Regions from separate parts of the Mus musculus genome. Here region 2 is linked to region 1. The links are chromatin contacts, called in public promoter capture Hi-C maps. All regions are on one chromosome and are shown on one strand. Each heading gives the region's core, a stretch centred on a gene start, on an enhancer-like site or on the middle of the called end of the contact. The rest is flanking DNA. Distances are from core to core; before and after follow the strand shown. Region 1 overlaps Micu1 (mitochondrial calcium uptake 1). Region 2 overlaps Micu1 (mitochondrial calcium uptake 1).

Region 1 (5,880 bases), core at 774-3,273:
TTTCTTAAGCATCTTTATGTTAAGAAACACCTTCCATAAAACTGCTGCGTATAACTGGTTCAAACTCAGGGGCTATTTTTCCTATGTGAACTACACTAACAGGCAGCCAGAAAGGACTTATAACTAAACAGATGAGGGATGGTTTCTCTATAAAATACTCAAAATAACAAATGAAAGAGTCCAGGTATGGTGAAACCTGCCTCTAATCTCAGCACCTGGAAGTGGAGGCACAAGGATCAGAAACTCAAGGTTACCCTCAGCTTCACAGGGAGCTAAAGGTAGCCCAGGCTAGACACCTGGTCAAAAAAGGAAAAGGAAGGATGGGGGTGGAAAAGAAATTACATCATCATCATTTTGCAATCCCAATGGATGGAAAGATCTAGATTTTGACTATCCATAGTGTACTGGCTAGTTTTGTGTCAACTTGACACAGCTGGAGTTATCACAGATAAAGAAGGTTCAGTTGAGGAAATGCCTCCATGAGATCCAACTGTAAGGCATTTCCTCAATTAGTGATCAAGGGGGAAAGGCCCCGTGTGGGTGGGACCATCTCTGGGCTGGTAGTCTTGGGTTTTATAAGAGAGCAGGCTGAGCAAGCCAGGTGAGGCAAGCCAGTAAAGAACATCCCTCCATGGCCTCTGCATCAGCTCCTGCTCCCTGACCTGCTTGAGTTCCAGTCCTGACTTCCTTTGGTGATGAACAGCAGCATGGAAGTGTAAGCCGAATAAACCCTTTCCTCCCCAACTTGCTTCTTGGTCATGATGTTTGTGCAGGAATAGAAACCCTGACTAAGACACATAGCTAAAAGGAAAAATAATGGCTGGAGAGATGGCTCTGTGGTTAAGAGCACTTCCTGCTCTTTCAGAGAGCCCAGCTTCCATTCCTACCCACTACATGCTAGCTTACAACTGTAACTCAAGTTCCAGGGACCTGGTACTCTCTTGTGGCCTCCACAGGCACTGCACACATGTGGTGCACATACATACATGCAGGCAGACACTCATACACAAAGAAATAAATTTAAATACACATAAATATAAATAAATGTAAAACAAAAGAGAAGGAAGAGGAAAAGGAGGAAGAAGAGGAGGAGAACAGGAAATAGTACCACAACTAGTGTGGCTATTGGGACCACACCCACGTCTTATCAAACTTCAGAGTCAAACCAATACTCAAATGATACAGGGACTGAAGGAGCTGAACAGCACTTAAAGTGTCAATAGAATCCAACCACAGGAAACTTGAACGGTTAAACGGCCTGGAGCCTGTCTCCTCTGCATCACATGTATCATTAGGTTGGAGGGAAATAGTTTGATTACAGAGTTCTCGCTTGGTCCTAAGTTCAGTCCTTAGCATCCACGTGGGACGTGGGGAGGGCTAACATTAAAACAGCAAGATGAAATAATCACGTCTCGTGATGAATGCTAGATCCAGATGAGAGAAGCAGAAGAGCTCACTCTCCTGCCCACTACTGTGAAAGGCGGCCAAGGGGAGGAAAGGCGCCTCTATCCTGCTGCTGCTGCTGCTGCTGCTGCTGCTGCTGCTGCTGCTGCTGCTGCTGCTGCTGCTGCTGCTGCTGCTACTGCTGCTGCTGCAGGATCAAAAGGCCAGGAACCGCTAAATCCCTATGTTCTTACTGGCCTGAACACCACACCCGGGAGAGACAAGAGAGCTCTTGGGAGAGGTGGTCTCTTTCAAAAATCGTGCAAACTCCTGAACTCCCATTTACAAACGCCTCCATTCCAGCAGCAGCATACGGAACTCGCCCATCTAACAAGCTGAAAGTGCCTGGTCATTAGGTAGTCCCTCTAGGCCGGGCACTGCCAAGTAACCACCCAGCTGTGTATAATGGCTGACAAGCAGACAGCAGACCACAGCAAGGGAAGCAGATCAGCTTCTGGCCTAGCCTGAGAAGAAAGCGGCCAGTGACGGGATGTCAATAAGAGGCCTCTGTCCTGGGTGGGGTGAAAACCGTTCCTCCCTTGGGGGCAGGGGAACTTCGTCCAGCTGCACATGACCCAGATGCCTCTGAGCCTGTTGACTTCTGCCTGCCTTGTGGCATAAGCAGGGTTTCCCCAAGGCTTCCTTGAGGGGAAGGCCAGGCTGGGACATCTGGTCCAAGGCAAAACTTCCACCATCCTCACCTTCACAGAGGTTAACGCAGAAGACTGAGTAACTAGACAGCTATCAGGACCCATTACAGTGACAGATAATGATGAGTTACACTGTCCCTGGGGAGGCAATGTCCTAAGATCAAAATTAATGGCTTGCACTGCCAGTTTGAAAATGCAAAGTCTAAACAAGTACGCTGCTGAGTTTTCTAAACTTTCCCCAAAATGAAAGGAAGCAATTATTATAAAGATCTATGCTGTATTGGGCCATGGAATACATATACTCTCAGCATTCAGGAAGTGGAGGAAAGAGGATCATTTAAAATAAGGAAAAATAAAACACAGATTAAAAAATCCAATCCATTTGTGGCACCCTGCATATATATTTTGTTATGTAGAAAAGCAGTTTAAACAAAATCTGGACATCACATGTGAAAAGCAGAAGCAAGGGTGTGGATAAAAGCTAAACATGATATTGTGGCCAAGTAAGAAAGAACTTCCTCATAGTAAAACACGGCTGCTCGGGAAGGACATACGGCTGCTCGGGAAGGACATACGGCTGCGTCCCAGCACACCCGGGAGACACGAGAGAGCTCTTGGGAGAGGTGGTCTCTTGCAAAATGATGCAAACTCCTGAACTCAGGAGAAGAGAGAAGGTTCCTAAAAGTTTACAACTTGAAAAAATGTAGTTTATCACACAGTCTTTCTCCATGTTCTCTCTCTCTCTCTCTCTCCCTCCCTCCCTCCCTTTCTCTCCCTCTCTGTGTGTGTGTGTGTGCATATGCACGCGCGCTTGTATGTGCATGCATATGGAGATCTGAGAATGACTAGAGGAAGTTGATTCTCTCTTCCAACATTTGGGTTGAGGTTCCAGAGATCAAACTCAGGTCACGGGCTTGGTAGCAAGGGCCTTGACTCATGGAGCCAGGCCTAGTCTTTTCTTCATAAAGAAGTATTCAGTAAAATTTTTGGTTTTACTTATTAGATATATTTGTATATACTTTGTAATTTTTGCTTTTATAGACTGTATATTTTCTGATTTTAAAAAACTAAAATACTAAAAAACTTGGCATTAATAAATTGTGGCTATGATTATTAAATTATAGACAGAAGAATTCTTACCATATTTATGTTACTTAAAAGAAAAAACAAAGACCCAACAGAACAGAGACGTGAGAAAGAATGAGACAGACTCTTGGGGAGTGACACGCACAATGAGCGTCCCTGAAGAGAGGGAGGGGAGACAGCTCTTCCTGTGAGCCTAGGTAGGGAAGAATAAGAACTATTCCTGACAGAGCTCAGTTAGGTTTTATAGCATCAGGAGTTACAAATTCATAAATCACACTGGTAGCTTTAGTGTCACTGCGATGCAGGAGTCCTTGTCATCTGCTACAGAGAAGGCGGGGCTATAAATGGAAGCAGCTTAATAAATGTTGATTTGATTTTGACTGTTTCAAGTTATCTAAGAAACAACCCTTCTGAGTGTTGCTGAAACACAGAGTCCAGTGTCTGACATCACGAGCGTTATTATAGCCAAACTTAAACTTTTCTGAGGTAAAGTGGCAGTGCCCTGAGGCTGTGGTCATAGTTTAGGCTGTCCACAACTATTTCCTTTCTGGGAATTGTATGTTCCTCCACAAATATTATTGTCCCGTTATTTTCTGCTTTAGTGGTTTGCTTTGACATAGCAAACCAGAAATATCACAAATTCAGTATATCTATGATAATGAGTTTAAAAAAATTTCTTTTTAAAAATTTATATATGTGACTATACTGTAGCCATCTTCAGACACACCAGAAGAGGGCATCAGACCCCATTACAGATAATTGTGAGCCACCATGTGGTTGCTGGGAATTGAATATGGGACCTCTGGAAGAGCAGTCAACTGCTCTTAACCACTGAGCCATCTTTCCAGCCCCATCTATGATAATGTTAAGCATTAAGAAGACCCATAGCCAAGTGTGGTTAGGCACACCTTTGATCCCAGCACTCTGGAGGCTGAGGCAGGCATACCTCTGTGAGTTCAAGACCAGCCTGGTCTACAGAGCAATTTCCAGGACAGTCAGGACTACATAAAGAAACCCTGTCTTGAAAGACTAAACCAAACCAAACCAAACCAAAACAAAAAGGAAGACCCAGAAAGCAAGAATCAGCTTACTATTTGGACTGAAAGAACAAAGAATATGTTCACCCTAAAGAAGAATGTGTTTACCCTGATAACCCTCGACCCTGTTCCTCCCTTTGACTCCACCTTGAATAGTAGTTGAGATGAAAACATTCCACCTGGTAGGGAAGCTCCTGAAGACAGAAGGTAAGCAGCTCAATATAGCTCCAGGAAGGCCCAGAAACTGCCCAGATTCACCAGGCCCCTCCCTCCCGAGGGTAAATAGTGCAGACTGTCAAGAGTTGCTGTCAGACCAGCCACTGAAGCCGCAAAGAAGCAGAGACCAGCCAAGGAGCCTACGGGAAACAAAAACCAGGTAGGCTACCTGGCAGAGGTTTAGAACATCGGAGGTACCCGGAAGGGAAATTCTCCAACTATTGAGCTGCCTGCAGGCAGTGCAGTGTGCTCCAGGCTCCCAGCTTTGGAGAGCTGTGCCTGTGCTGGGTGGTTTTTGAGTCATTTCTACTCCTGTAAAAAACTACTCACCCATGGCTCTATTAATCATCCCAATAAAACACACTAGGTCACCAAGTTAGCCTTTGGTGGGATCTGTACTTTAGTCTGCTGTGGGCTCTGTGTGTGTGTGTGTGTGTGTGTGTGTGTGTGTTGTGACTCCCCAGGAAAAGTCTGTCACACAACACTTCACACTCTGAGGTACCTTTGGCTTACATCAATAATAAAGAGGTGAGGAGCCCAGGAGGGACTGTGACCTGTCTAAAACAGGACTAGGAGATGGGCAGCGTGACGCCCCTCTAGGACACAGTTTTGATTCACTAGCAAAACTCTGTTCCGTACTTTTCTGTCTCTGAATCCAGAGCGCTTCTTCTTCTTGTCCTCAGGATAAGGCTCTGCCGCAGCATCTGCAGCCCTTCCTTCACGGCTGGACACTTCCCCGCTGTCTTTGTTTCTCTCTTTATCTTCTGTGTCAGGCTTCTTGCTGTTAACGCATGGTGGAGATTCTGCGTGAGCCCTGGTGGTGCAGAAGAGAAGCCTAAGTTAAGCATGAAACTCCATGACTTTAAGAAGTACCCACACCCAGCTCAGAGGAGCACTAATCACATGTGTCACGAATCCCATGAAGAACCTCCTAAAACAGCCAAAACCACTCGGCACCCCCTGTGTTACTCACATGCATGAAGCAAAAGCAACGGCCTGCTAAGTAAAGTAAGTTAGGCACAAAGGGCGAACACTATACAAGTGCGTTGCCATGAGTTATCAAGCTCGGTTAAAGCACAGAGCACGTGAGGGATGCAGTGTGGTTAGTTACGGGGTGTCAGGTTGTAACGGTCTGAAGGCGGCAGAGGAGGGCAGAGGAAGCTGCTCTTTAGTCGGGTCATCACTTCATGCTCATTCCCATTTCATGGGAAGGTCAGCTTTGTTTTTGAGACTTATTTACTTTTATGTGTACGAGTGTTTTCCTGAATGAATGTCTGTATATCATGTGCGTGTGTGTCTGTGTGTATTTGTGTGTGTGTGTGTTCAGTGTCAGCAGAGGTCAAAAGAAGGCACTGGATGCCCCGGGACTGGAGTTTCAGACTGTTAGTAGTCACTAACAGTGGTTACTGAGAACTGAACCAGGGTCTGAATCTGCTCTCAGCCTCTGT
Region 2 (6,273 bases), core at 786-3,285, 89 kb before region 1:
AAATCCAAGGCACCTACAACAGAATACTATCTTTCTTCCCATCCAAATGAACTTTTCAATGTTCTTCAGTTCCAGTGCATGGAGCCATCTGGCTTTGATCAAGAGACCTGGGGTTATTCTACCCTCTCTCCTACTCTCTGTGTACTGTTCACTATTCTTCTCTCTTTGGGCCTTAGAGCTGAGAGATGTATTCATTCCCGAATGGTTCACGACACGTTCTCATTATTATTGATACCTCTGCAAAACCCAGAGGTTCCCATGGTTTTATTTCTCCCTGTATCCGAGGCAACCTACCTTCCCATCTTTGAAGTGCTTCTTCAGCTGTCTCTGCATGGCGGTCAGCTTCTTGGACTGCACTCCACTGTAGGCCAGCAGCATGCCCCCGAACTGCCTCTCAGAGATTCTCCCATCTACCGGGTCATGGCGTTCAAACTGGGGAGGAAGCAGACAGAGTGTTCTGGGAGTTACATGGAAGGTATTTTGGTGTGGGCTGTGGGATGATCAATTGTGTTTGAGGGGAGAAATGAATCTGGCCCTTGGTTCCTCACAGAGAAAGCAGAACTGCTTAAACGCCTGTGTGACGTCATCACAATGAAGGTCATTACTCTGAGTTACTAATATGCACCAATAATAATAAAACCAAACAGTTAAACTCAGAACAGACAACCCCTCCCCATCCCCCCTTGGGTCAGGAGCATCCTTGAGGAACAGGGCCAATTTTAAAACTATAGAAAATTTCACAATTTTTCTCTTTTCTTCTTTTTAGACAGGCTCTCACTATGAGTTCCTGGCTGGCCTGGGACTCAGCATGTAGACCATGCTGGCCTCGAACTCACAGAGCTCTGCCTGCCTCTGCCTCCTGAGTTCGAGAGTTCATACATTAATAGTAATAACCAGTCTCTAAGATCATCCATGACCTTGCTTCTTAGAGAAGACTTAAAATAAGGATTTTAAGTCTTATCAATCATGCTTATGCAAAAATCAAATAGATCCCTAAGGATTTCAAACAAGCGTAATGTAATTAACAAGTTTTCTCAAAAAGGATATCTGAATGATAGGACATCAATAATGCTTAAGAGAAATATGTAACAAGACAAAGAACCTTGAGCTAATCTAAGCTTATCAGAGCACTGAGATTTCATTTAGAAACAGGACAAGGAAGCTCTCTTGGTCCCAGTTGCAATGTTAGTTCTATGTAATATGTAACACGTAATGTTGAGGTTTGGTCTTTTGCTATGTATTAGAATTATATTATTATAATGTATTATAATGCTAAATACTGGTCCCTAAGGCCTGGTTGCCCCCAAGGATGAGAAAATCTGCACATAGACTCAAGTGATGCAATGTCACCTTGACCCCTAAGTTACTCCTGATTGGTGAATGAAGATGCCTACAGCCTATAGCTGGGCAGAATTGATATAGGCAGGGCTTGGAGTTCCCAGGCTTGGGATCTGAGGAGACCATGAGAGAGGGAGAGGATGGGAGAAGAAGATGTCATGGGTAGGAGAGTCATGAAAGCATGGCTATGAGGACTGGCCAACTGAAGTTAAGAGCAGTTCAGACGAAACATGGAGAATTATAACTCAGGGTTATTAATGGGGAAATAGATTCTAATAGCTTAGAGGGTGGATATCTGCCCAGCTCTAGTGCTGATTAAGGCTAATAATAATAATAATAATAATTATAAAAGGCAGGGTAGGCCTAGTGGCCAAGTAGGGGCCAAAAGGACAGGAGGATGGTAGAATGTCCTCACACTCCCACATGGCAGGGTTGATCTGCTCTCCTGAGAGGGAGTTCACAGATGTCAGATGGTACTAAGTAAGTTCATGTCAACAAGCATGTCCCCACCGTCTTCTCCTTGTCCAGCACTGTGTGAGTCACCGTGCGGCATGGGAAGGAAGATCCCTGGGGACCTCTGCTAGGCAGATGACACATGTAAGACAGTGATAAAAATGGAAATATCCAAGAGTAGATTCTTTCCAGTCTTGCTTCCTCCCTCATGAGTCACAGAGTATACAAGCCACAAGAACTACACCGCAATAACAACTCTTTACTGCGCATGCACCTCACTCCAGAAGTTCCCCGTACACTCTCTCATTTAAATCTTTGTCAGGTCGGTGGAGCTTCTTGGCTCTGCTTTGCAGACAAGAAGCCTGAGGCAACGTGCAATTGACTAAGCTGGGTTAGCAGATGTAGTCCATCTGGATTCACAAAATTCCCTACTTCTCTGCAACCTTCAGGGCAGCACCCTGATATTCTGAATAAGCTACAACAGTGGGGAGGAGGGGCGGGGCCGAGAGCCGGCTGAAGGAAAGCACAACTCCTCCTGCAAAGGAATCGACATCACCACCACAGGCCAGAGGCTCCTTTCCCACTCGGGCCCACAGCAGTTCCCATCCGTCACTCCGTCTCTTGCACAGAACTGATTAATTTCTGACAAAACCCAAAGTTTTGGGGGGATTCGATTTAAGTTTGATTTATGGCTCAATTTGCCATCCTGAAACAAAACGGAGGAACTGATAAAAATTCTGAAAGCGGGCAACGTTTTGCACTGTTTAAAGCAGGTTTCCCGTAGGGTCAGATGGCTGAGCTGGAGTTGACCATACAGAATGTATTTACAGGCAGGGTCTACCCCAAAGCTGTGCCCCGCGGCTCTCTGGGCTGGCCTGGAGGATCTGGATAGACATGCCTGCCTTTCTGGAACTCCCTACCAGGGTGGAACAAGGCAGATTCGAAGTTGAAATGCTTCTTGTTTGTAAACCTGACAGCGGCTGGCTTGCTCAGGGTTCATGAAAAGCCTTCAGTTTCCACCCTCTAAAGGCACAAACATTCCTCTGTTGTGTTTCAAGGGCAGTTTCTAGGGGAGAGCCTCAAGTAGCAATTTCAATGCTCAAATTAGTATTTTTACTAGTTTTTGAAGACACAAACTTGGCTTTTGGTAACATGTTCCACTATTATCAAGCAATTAGAACCCAAAAGGCTTAAACATCAATATTTGTCCTTTCTGCAGCCTGGCCGACTTCAAAACTCATGGCTTCAGCTCTATGCTTTCACTTTGGACAGCCAGCATCTCTCAGTTTAGCCTACGGGGTCTTCTGGGGTAAAGCTACCTAATGAGGTTTTTCATGTTGCAGAGGATCAGGGTCTTGTGCATACCAGGCAAGGGCTCTACACTGAGCTCCAGCCCCAAGCCATTAGGTTCTGAGGGCTTAAATGAGGCCAAGCTGGCAGGGGTGCGGTGGGGTGGGGTGGGGTGGGGTGGGGGTAGAGGGCGTGTGTGTGTGTGGGGGGGGAAGGTAGGTGGTAGGTGTTTCACACACTACATCTGCTAACAGACACAAACATTCTACTTGTTCAACATTTTAAAGTTGAAGACCTACTAAATGGTAGTTTGGGAGTTTTGAGGACTGCATTTCGGGGATCTACTGACTAAAATGTCAAGGGCCATGGATAGATGTTACATGGCTGGAGAGATCATGTGTACACTTATTTTTTTGACATAGACTTCTCACTGTGCAGCCCACACTGGCCTCAACCTCATGATCCTGCTGCCTCAGCTCTCTAAGTGTGCCCCGCCATGCCTGACTCCCATCTTGTATTCTTTCTTAGCATTTCTGTTGCCATGAAGAGACACCTTGACCATGGCAACTCTTAAAAAGGAAAACATTTCATTGGTGCTGGCTTACAGGCTCAGAGGTTTAGTTTATTGTCATCACTGGTGCGATATCTGGTGGTGTGTAGGCAGACATGGGGCTGAGAGAGCTACATCTTGATCTGTAGGCAGCACAGGCAACTGTGCAACCATACTGGGTAGAGCTTGAGCATAGATGACCTCAAAGCCCTCCTACACAGTGATGACACACTTCCTTCAATAAGGTCACACCTCCTAAGAGTGCCACTTCCTATGGGCCAAGCATTCTAATGAGTCTACAGGGGCCACTCCTATTCAAACCACCACATATTTTTTTAAAATTTAATTTGTAATTTATTTTTTACACCCCATATTCCATTCCCCACCCCTCCCCTCCCACCCTCCAACTGCTCCACATCCCACACCTCCTCCCCACCACACCCCGTCTCCACACGGATGCCCGCACCCTCCACCCCATCTGACCTCTAAACTCCCTGGGGCCTCCAGTCTCTTGAGGGTTAGGTGCATCATCTCTGAATGAACCTAGACCTGGAAGCCCTCTACTGTATGTGTGTTGGGGGCCTCATATCAATCAGGATATGTTAAATCCTGACAAACCTGCAGGTGCGCCCTTGGAGTGTCACAGGCATGTAATCAGTCCTCCAGGTCACCGAGGGCCTCAAGGAGAGACCCAGGTAATTACAAAATTATCATAGTGCAGAAAACAACTGTGTATCTTGGAAGCAGTCTGCATTACCGGCTTGCACGACTTAGCAAACACATGCCCCACTTAAACTGGGGTCCCTTAAGCTCTGCTTCAGTGACAGTTAAGGGATTCTATTTTCCTTCGCCCTGTGGCGAAGAACGTGCGCAGGCAGGCCAGCACATCACTGACCATCTGTCTGCCTACCCATGTTTCACAGGCAGCTGCCCAGGCTTGTGGCTTCCCTATGCAGCCGCGACCACATTCTCAACCGCATACAAGCTTCCTGTTGACCCCAGGGGCTGCAGGGCCACAAAGAAGGGCCAAAAAAGAGAAGACAGCGAACACTGGGAGATTCTTCCTGGCTTTCTAAACACAGTGCACCTTTCCTTCCCACCCCTGCTCCTTGGTGACAGGAGGGCTAGTCTTTTGGAAGGACAGATAATATACATTTAGCTATATGATACCTATCTATCTATCTATCTATCTATCTATCTATCTATCTATCTATCTATCTATCTACCCGAGGAAGATGAAAAGCTAGGGAGAAAAAAATACATGTTTTATTACAAGTGCCAAAAAATGAGGCTAAAACGAGTAGAAGGAGAGAGAAATCAGTGTCTGAGAGTGTGTCACTGCTCAGCAAAGGCTTTGGAGGGCGCTGCACTCTGGGATGAGGAAAGCCCGTGTGCTCCTCTGTACAGTTACAACCTCTGCAAATCCCTCCCTATATCCGTGTTTCAGAATGACAGGCTTCCCCAGGCCTTTCCTAGCTTCTGAACCGCACAGAGCCACACTGCACAGTGACCTCAGGCCACTTAGCCAGACACATCTGTGCTCTTCAGTGGGACAGAACGGCAGGGCCTCTGTGCCATTGTTCTTTCTGTCTGGAGTTTCATACCACTAGTTCATGAAAAGGAAAAAGGCTTACAGGCACCATTCTCTATGGGAGCCCTCCTCTTAAGGGAATCGTGACGTATTTTAAAGTTTGAGTTGAAATCTGTTTATGTAATGGACGGGCGTCTCTCAACACAAGAGGAATCTTTACTGTCTGGTGCAGGTTGTCTCCTGGCAAGTGGAGAAAGAAGGTCTACAGTCTGGAATGCGGGCACCACAGCTCACTGCTCAGCAAGGGCTAACAGGATGATCCCAGTCGCCATGACATTACAGAGTATTAGCTAAACTGCTACACTTCTCTGGGTTTTGTGGTGCTGGGTCCTTGTGCATGCTGGGAAATTATTTTACTTCTGCATGATATGCCTGGCCTAAACTAAACTATATTTTTCAATTCCAAATCTTAAGACTTCTTACATTTTAAAAGACTGGTTAAGCTGGAGCCAGGTGGCAAACACCTTTAACACCTTTAATTCCAGCACTCAAGGCTGGGCGTGGTGGCTCATGCCTTTGTCCCAGTGCTGAGGAGGCAGACCTCTGAAGTGGAGGCCAGCCTGGTTCACACAGTGCTCCAGGGTAAACCTTGCTTGTCTTCTGTGGCTGTTTTGTTGGGCCTGGGAAATGTGGTACGCTCCTACAGTCCTCACTACATGGAAGGTTGAGGAGGGAAGATCACTGAGCCTGTGGATTTAAGACCTGCCCCAGTGGATTGTTGAGATCTGACCCGCCCCGCCCCGCCCCGCCCACTCCCCACCTCCCACCCCCACAGTATAGCTGTAGCCATTTTGTCCCATGCCTGCCACCAGCTATTTCATACTGTTGCTGTAACATGCCTGCCAGTTGCTGACACAGAGAAGTGACCTGACTCAGAGCAGGGTCATGCTGACCACATGCCCTGTTATGTTCTGTATGAGGGTTGTTAATCTTAGGAAATTCCACAAAGCTTTATGTAGGACTCATCAAGTTAAAGGTCAATATGAACTGTTCTGTCTAAAATGGCTTGAGTCAGAGCTGACCACTGGGCAGCACTTCTCGCACCTGTCTA

What was found. Capture Hi-C pulls out chosen DNA fragments and counts their contacts.
Region 2: a promoter capture Hi-C map of adipose tissue shows a contact between it and region 1. The contact joins two enhancer-like sites. A contact is called at or near these places in 1 of 39 promoter capture datasets (liver), 1 of 15 datasets of contacts at CTCF or cohesin (the NIH/3T3 cell line), 4 of 484 Hi-C or Micro-C datasets (the G1E-ER4 cell line, muscle stem cells, stem cell-derived neural stem cells and 1 more), 5 of 115 datasets of contacts at active chromatin or transcription factors (embryonic fibroblasts, embryonic stem cells, extraembryonic endoderm stem cells and 1 more) and 3 of 9 other capture datasets (adipose tissue, liver and pancreatic islet).

Annotation. Positions count from the first base shown.
Region 1 is chr10:59,732,349-59,738,228 of GRCm38.p6, reverse strand. Micu1 (mitochondrial calcium uptake 1) reads right to left here. Exons shown (of 12, transcript NM_144822.3): 3 at 5,072-5,246. Among named protein-coding and RNA genes, the nearest start is that of Micu1, 33 kb to the right of the region's middle. Within about 2 kb of position 2,023, at least 33 of the 459 cell types and tissues checked have an H3K27ac peak or open chromatin away from gene starts, as enhancers often do. A contact at or near this core is called in adipose tissue, where this site is marked.
Region 2 is chr10:59,821,348-59,827,620 of GRCm38.p6, reverse strand. It overlaps Micu1 (mitochondrial calcium uptake 1), which reads right to left. Exons shown (of 12, transcript NM_144822.3): 9 at 295-432. Among named protein-coding and RNA genes, the nearest start is that of Gm23803, 6.7 kb to the right of the region's middle. Within about 2 kb of position 2,035, at least 91 of the 459 cell types and tissues checked have an H3K27ac peak or open chromatin away from gene starts, as enhancers often do. A contact at or near this core is called in adipose tissue, where this site is marked.